Linked DNA regions of Mus musculus: region 1 is linked to region 2. The links are chromatin contacts, called in public ChIA-PET maps. All regions are on one chromosome and are shown on one strand. The core of a region is the stretch at or near the end of the contact, and the rest is flanking DNA. Distances in the headings are between cores, read along the strand shown.

What was found. ChIA-PET counts read pairs in DNA pulled down with a chosen protein or histone mark.
Region 1: an RNA polymerase II ChIA-PET map of memory CD8 T cells shows a contact between it and region 2, with 7 read pairs. The contact joins two enhancer-like sites. A contact is called at or near these places in 1 of 484 Hi-C or Micro-C datasets (bone marrow-derived macrophages) and 3 of 115 datasets of contacts at active chromatin or transcription factors (bone marrow-derived macrophages, large pre-B cells and memory CD8 T cells).

Annotation. Positions count from the first base shown.
Region 1 is chr15:53,722,887-53,726,092 of GRCm38.p6, reverse strand. All of the region lies in intron 2 of Samd12 (sterile alpha motif domain containing 12), which reads left to right. Among named protein-coding and RNA genes, the nearest start is that of Mir28c, 110 kb to the right of the region's middle. Within about 2 kb of position 1,757, at least 55 of the 459 cell types and tissues checked have an H3K27ac peak or open chromatin away from gene starts, as enhancers often do. A contact at or near this core is called in memory CD8 T cells, where this site is marked.
Region 2 is chr15:53,111,552-53,114,815 of GRCm38.p6, reverse strand. All of the region lies in intron 1 of Ext1 (exostosin glycosyltransferase 1), which reads left to right. Among named protein-coding and RNA genes, the nearest start is that of Gm41323, 180 kb to the right of the region's middle. Within about 2 kb of position 1,670, at least 126 of the 459 cell types and tissues checked have an H3K27ac peak or open chromatin away from gene starts, as enhancers often do. A contact at or near this core is called in memory CD8 T cells, where this site is marked.

The DNA.
Region 1 (3,206 bases), core at 508-3,007, 610 kb before region 2:
AGTGTTTGTGAACTATCACATTTCTTTTTCATATTTAGAGACTGTTTTCTGAATAAATGAGCATTTAAAGTCTCTAAAGCAGGCATTGACAGTTTATTATATATAAATGTGTGTTTCCTTCTCCCCCTCTCTTCTTTCTTTTTTCTGCAATCTTGAGTATGATCACACAAGAGCAGTCAGCTAAAGAGGACAGGAGTTAAAGTAAAGTTATATGTTGGTTTGAATAAGAATGGCCCCCTATAGACTTAGGTTTTTGAATCCTTGGTCATCTGTTTGTTGATAGAGAAGATCATTGGGAAAGATTTGGAGCTGTGTCCTTGTTTGAGGAAGTGTATCACTAGAAACGGTTTTGATATTCCAGAAGCCCACACTATTCCCAGTGTGCTCTCTGTATCCCATGGTCATGTTACAAGATGTAAGTGACTGATCCAAGGCTGTGATGCCTGCTTCCTGCCATGCTTTCTATCACGATGGTCACAAACTCACCCTTTGGAACTATAAACCCAAAATAAGCTCTCTCTCTCTCTCTCTCTCTCTCTCTCTCTCTCTCTCTCTCTCTCTCTCTCCCCTCTGCCTTGCTTTTGGTGTCTTATCACAGAAATAGAGAAGTAGTAAGTAATACAGAACACTACAGGAAAGTCAAAGAAGGAAGCTCCTACAGTTTCCAAACTGATTTAGAATGATGCTGATATCCTATCTACACTTTCTGGTAGTTGTCTTGTGAGTCTCACTTTGTCTTAGGAATGGTTAGGAAAGAACTAAGGTCTACGATCTTTCACAGTCAACAATTAAGCCTCATACAAACTCATCCAGTAGAGACTTCACACAGTAATTACATCTTAGTAGTAACAGTGTTCTCTTATAAATCAAAAGCAAGTAAATTAAGAGAGCATTTGTATTGCACAAAAAGATAAGGGTAGCTAAATTAAAAAATGAAATCTGCCTGTAAAGGCACTTTCTAATATGTTCCTTCAATACTAAGTTTATTTAAACCAGTTAATTGTTTAACTGCTTAGGAGAAAAGCTTCATCTTTAGCTTGGCAAGCTTGAAATTTACTACATAAACTGAAATAGAGGGTGGGGCTGAGTTCCTACTATTCAAATACACTGTTGCATATCTCGGTAATCAATGGTGATAAAAAGTCAAGACCCTATTTATTGGCTGATCTGTAGCCAAAGTTGCATTGTGAAATTGTTATTAGTCTACTCCATATTAGCTTGTCAAAGTGTAGCATTAAGGAGTCATAATGACAACAATCCCCAGTTTGCTCTAGTTTTTAGATTTGCTCTGTCTCCCCTTCTCTTCTGTAGCACAAGATGGTCCTTAGTCATATCTCCATCCCAACAGCAATCAGGTTTTGAGAGTAAATACCATAAGCTGATGCCCTTAAATAGCTGACCCTTTAATTCTCTGTGTGAATTGGAACAGCAGACTGAATCTATCCCCATACATGAGATTAGGGCATTGCCCTCTGCAGAAGGTAGGAGTGGGACCTGCATGGGTGTCTCATTCTTGTCCTGCCCTCTATCCCTTTGCCTTCCTGTGTTCACACTCTGTTAGGCTAAACACACATTATAAATTACTATAAAACATAGCTGAAATGATTGTATTGAAATCAAATAAGAATCCTTTGCAAAAAAAAATAATCATTTGCAAACAATCTTTCTCTTGAGGATATGAGTCTTGCATAGAGTCTTCCTGTAAAAGAGAAAGTAAAAGTGTCTGAAACACATTTTCATTTTGTCGATATAAAGAGCAGAACTAGTTTAGACAGGAAATGTCTGGGATCCTGCTTCGTATCACAATGCACAGAGGTTAAGATAATAAACTGCCTCAGGCCTTTTTCAGGGCAGCAAAACAAACCAAAATTGTCTCTGGGGTTGTAAACCAAGGACTGATGTGGTAGAGCTGAACATACAGAAGAAGCACTGGGGTAAATGTTTTTTTAATGGTTGCCTTTGGGCAGAACTTTTTTTCTATTAGTTTACTGTTCCTAGAAAATAGGAAATTCTTTTTTTTTTTTCCATTTTTTATTAGGTATTTAGCTCATTTACATTTCCAATGCTATACCAAAAGTCCCCCTTACCCACCCACCCCCACTCTCAGCTCTTTGGACTACTATTACTTTGGTTTAGGCTCCTACTGTGAGGGGAAAAGAAGACATGGCAGCTATTTTAAAAATGAGGAAATGATCATGGATACAAAGAAGAGTGTGGACACAGGACGGCAAAGGGAAGGGGGATGGGGAAGGATGAACACCCATGCAGTTCTGTTCCTATTTGCTGCAGAGGGCAATATGCTAATCTCATGCATGGTAATAGATTAAGCTTGTTCCAATTCACACAGAGAAGTAAAGGTTCGGCTCTTCAAGGGCAACAGCTTAAGGTATTTACTCTCAAAACCTGATTGCTGTTGAAATAGAAGGAATGATGCTGCTGCAGGGAGATGTGACTGGGGACCGTCTTGGTGCTATAGAAAAGAGTTGGAGAGAGAGTAAATCTAAAAACTAGAGCAAAACGGAGATTGTTGTCATGATGACTCCTTAATGCTACATCTTGAAAAGCTAACGTGTAGCAGACTAATAACATAATAAAGGCATGGGTAAGTGTCGCTGATAAATAGGGTCATGACTTTGGATCACCACTGGTTAGAGAGAGATGACACTGTATTTTAGTAAGAGAAACTCAACCTCACCCTTCATTTAATTTGTTTATGTTTACATATCTTAAGCTCAGGTTTACTTATTTCAAGGCATACGTCACCAAATTCACAATTAATTGTAATAGAAGATAGTGTGAAGGAAAAATAAGGGGTCTCCTTGGGTATTAATTAGCTTTAGAACCACCGAGTTTCTGATAAAGAATATAGCTAAGATTATAGCCCAATGAAGGGCTGTTGAAGATCCATTCTGAGTTGACTTGACACATTTGGGTAAATTATCCTCTGAAGCTAGGCTGATGGGCTCGAGTCCTCTGTTCCTTAGGGAATAAGCAAGTTAAAGGATGACCTTTCAAGATAAGGAAGTTTAATGTATTGATGTATAAGCAACTTCGTCTCCTGCCTTCCCTGTCCTAATTTACAGTCTTCTCTGACTGGTTTATAGGAGTCTTCAAAAAATTTGATTAGCTGTACTTGAAAGAAACTTGCAGGAGTTTCAGGGTAATGATGTGTCAGCTATAAACTCATTCAGCTAATCTGAGGGGAA
Region 2 (3,264 bases), core at 421-2,920:
CTTCTGGGATCCTGTCATTCTTTCGCTTGAGTTCTTCAGTGACTCAGATTCACTCTCATGGAATAATGTCTGAGCTCCAGGAGGTAGCAAGCTTATCATCTCCTTAACCCCCTCCCCCTGCCCTGAGCTCTTTAACCATTCCTGACCCACTCCAAATTGGGTGTTTTCCCTCCCCATGGACCCTTTGATCCTGATGGACTACCATTAGCCTAGAAATGCCCATCTTCCAGTGTTTGTAGCTCTTGCTCCGTCATCAGTGCTTAGCAAAGAGTCCTGGAAATCTTCGAGATACACATCCCTGTTCTCATCTTCCTCACCAATGCCTTCTGTAGCCACCCATGCCTTATCTTCCCTGCCCCCCCCCCCCCGCTTCCATATGAACATCTGACAACTTCACAGTGTTTTCACTGGACCACGATCTTCTTAAGACGGACCTAACATGTGGATGGCACACACGCACTCACACACTCATCCAAGAACAGAGATGCACTAGTCTGTATTTCCTTTTCCTCATCACAGGGCACTCTGGAACTTCAGCCACCCCAAGTATTAGCTTTCTGATTTTTTTTCATAAGAGATGTGACTCAAATCTGGGTATAAACAGAGAAGAATCATTACTTAGAAGGGACGGGGCTGGCAGAAAAAGAGCAGCTGTGATGTTCACCCAGTTCATAAGTAAATACTCGAGACAAACTATCACCTCAGGCAGCCTGGAATTGTGTGAGTCTGAAGATTAGAGGCTCATTGCTGGCTTCTTGCCTGTCCACTGTGGCTAGCGAAAAAGCAGGATCATTTGGCCAACGTGCTTGTGAGAGAGGATCTGTGGGAACCCTGGGAAGACAGCAAGCCACAGCAGCGGCTTCCTTCCTTGTACAGCTTCTGATGAGGAGAAAGCTTTTAAACTACACACTGCTGCTGTGTGGGGAGCTGCGGCTTCTGCTTTCATTTTCTTTTAACGGGTCTGCTCCTCGTTTGTCTCTTGGCTGTCTTTGCAAAACTGTTTTTTTGTTTTTTTCATTGTTGGTAGTTTTTAAAAAATGTTTATTCCATTCCTTCTGATATAATTTGCCATAATAACCTGCAATTGCATACTACTTTCCTGATTATACTGCATGTACATAATTTCATTTGAGCTTCACAGCTTTGAGACTGACAGAAGCTAAGAGATGTGCATGGGGGTCTCGCAGGAGAGCCACACTCCAGATTCTTCAGCCCAGGTCTCCTCATTGACAGCTGCCTGTGTTTCTGATAATCTGCTGGCTCCCTTCAGCTGAAGTGATTACAGCTATCTTTTGCAGAAATGCTCATAAGGTGCTGTACTTTAATTAAAATGTATCGTTTGGAAGCCGGGCGTGGTGGTGCACACCTTTAATCCCAGTACTCGGGAGACAGAGGCAGGCGGATTTCTGAGTTCAAGGCCAGCCTGGTCTACAAAGTGAGTTCCAGGACAGCCAGGGCTACACAGAGAAACCCTGTCTAGGGAGAAAAGAAATTAAAAAGAAAAAGAAAAGAATGTATCATTTGGTCAGGTCAGTAGAAGGATCAACCCCTTTGGATGAACCAGGAAACTAAGCCCAGACAAATTAGTATTTCCCAAGATTGCCCAGTTTGTGGATGGTAAGCATAGACTGTGAACCCAGGTTTGGCTGCTTGACCACTGAGCTCTTGTTTACTAAGTTTTTAGCTACCAGTTCCCTGCTGCACAAAATGTACTGGGCATTACAATGGACTCACATAGAATCCAAGGCTCTTTCCCAAGAGTTCTGGATTCAGCAGGCCTGGGTGATCCTGAGATCTGTGCAGTTCCCTGGTACCACAGGTGATACAAGTGGCAGGGACAACACTTGGTGGAATGGTATGAACCACTCTGTCTCCCTTGCCTAGTCACACTGACTCACTATTAGTGAGTCATCTTATGTGGTGAGGGAAGACTTCAAATAACATTCCATAGCATATCTGAAATGGGGTTATATTCTGTACCTTATTCAGTACAACTCTAGGAAGAAAACTATTATACCTATTGCATGGTACTGGCTTCCAGGTTAAAGTCAGGGTCATGTCGTTTTTATTGCACATTTTCTGTGGAGCCACTTAGAAAGGCTCTTCTATCTCCTGCATCATTACCTCTGGAGTGTGGACTGTAATGCCACAAAGGGGAGACAACTGGTTTACCAGCTGAAGCTGCAAATTCTCTGAAAGCAGTTGATACCTCTCCTGTCTCACTGTGTGTGTGTGTGTGTGTGTGTGTGTGTGTGTGTTTTAAGTTGTATGTGATTATAGCATGTCTTACATCTCCTGACTTAATAAGATGAACTGGTCTACTTTAGAAGATTGTCTCCCCACTTGACCTATAAAGTCTGTCTCCCCCACCTCTAACCAATGGTAGCGACTACTCCGTTCTCCGGCCCCGTCGTTATATGCTGTCACAAGTGTTATGAAAATGGAGCAATGTAGTGTGTACCCTTTAGAGGGTGGCTTTGGACTCGGCATTAGCATCCTCGAGGTCCTTGTGTACTTAAGTAGTTTGATCCGTGTTCTTTTACTTCATTATGTTTTATTCATCTGAGAAGTGATCTAGGCTATGTGTATACCACAATCTTGCCTCATTCATACTTGGAAGGGTATCCAGTGTATACATTTGTGGACAGTTCTCCTATGTAAAAATGCCTTCATTTCTCTGGGATAAATGCCTAAGTACAGTGCTGGGTCATATGAAAAGTCCATTTTTAGTTTGAGAAGGAACTGCCAGATTGTCCCCAAAACAGCCTTACCATTTTCCTCTCATTGTAGCCCCCAAGGAAGAGCTCTTGTTTTTCTTGTTTTCCATGTTTCTATCTGTGCTTGTTCTCATGTGTCCTCTTAGATCATACACTGTCCTGCAGGGAGCAAGTGGCACCTCCTTGTGTTTTGGGTTGATTTCCGTTCCTTCAATGACTAACGATACTCAGTATCTTCCTGTGTTCTTCTTGGTGCTTTATTCATTTTCTTTGGGAAAAATATCAGTTCAAATTGTTAGCCCATGTTTACATTGGATTCTCTTATTGTTGTATCAGAAGTGTTTTTTCCATAGTCTAGACCAGTGTTTCTCAACCTGTGGGCCTCAAACCCTTCGGAGGTCACATATAATATACTTGCATTATAATTTACAACAGTAGCAAAATTACAGTTATGAAGTAGCAATGAAATAACTTTATGTTTAGGGTCACCACAACATAAGGAACTATATTAAAGGGTCACAGACTTCGGAAAGTAGAGGGCCATGGT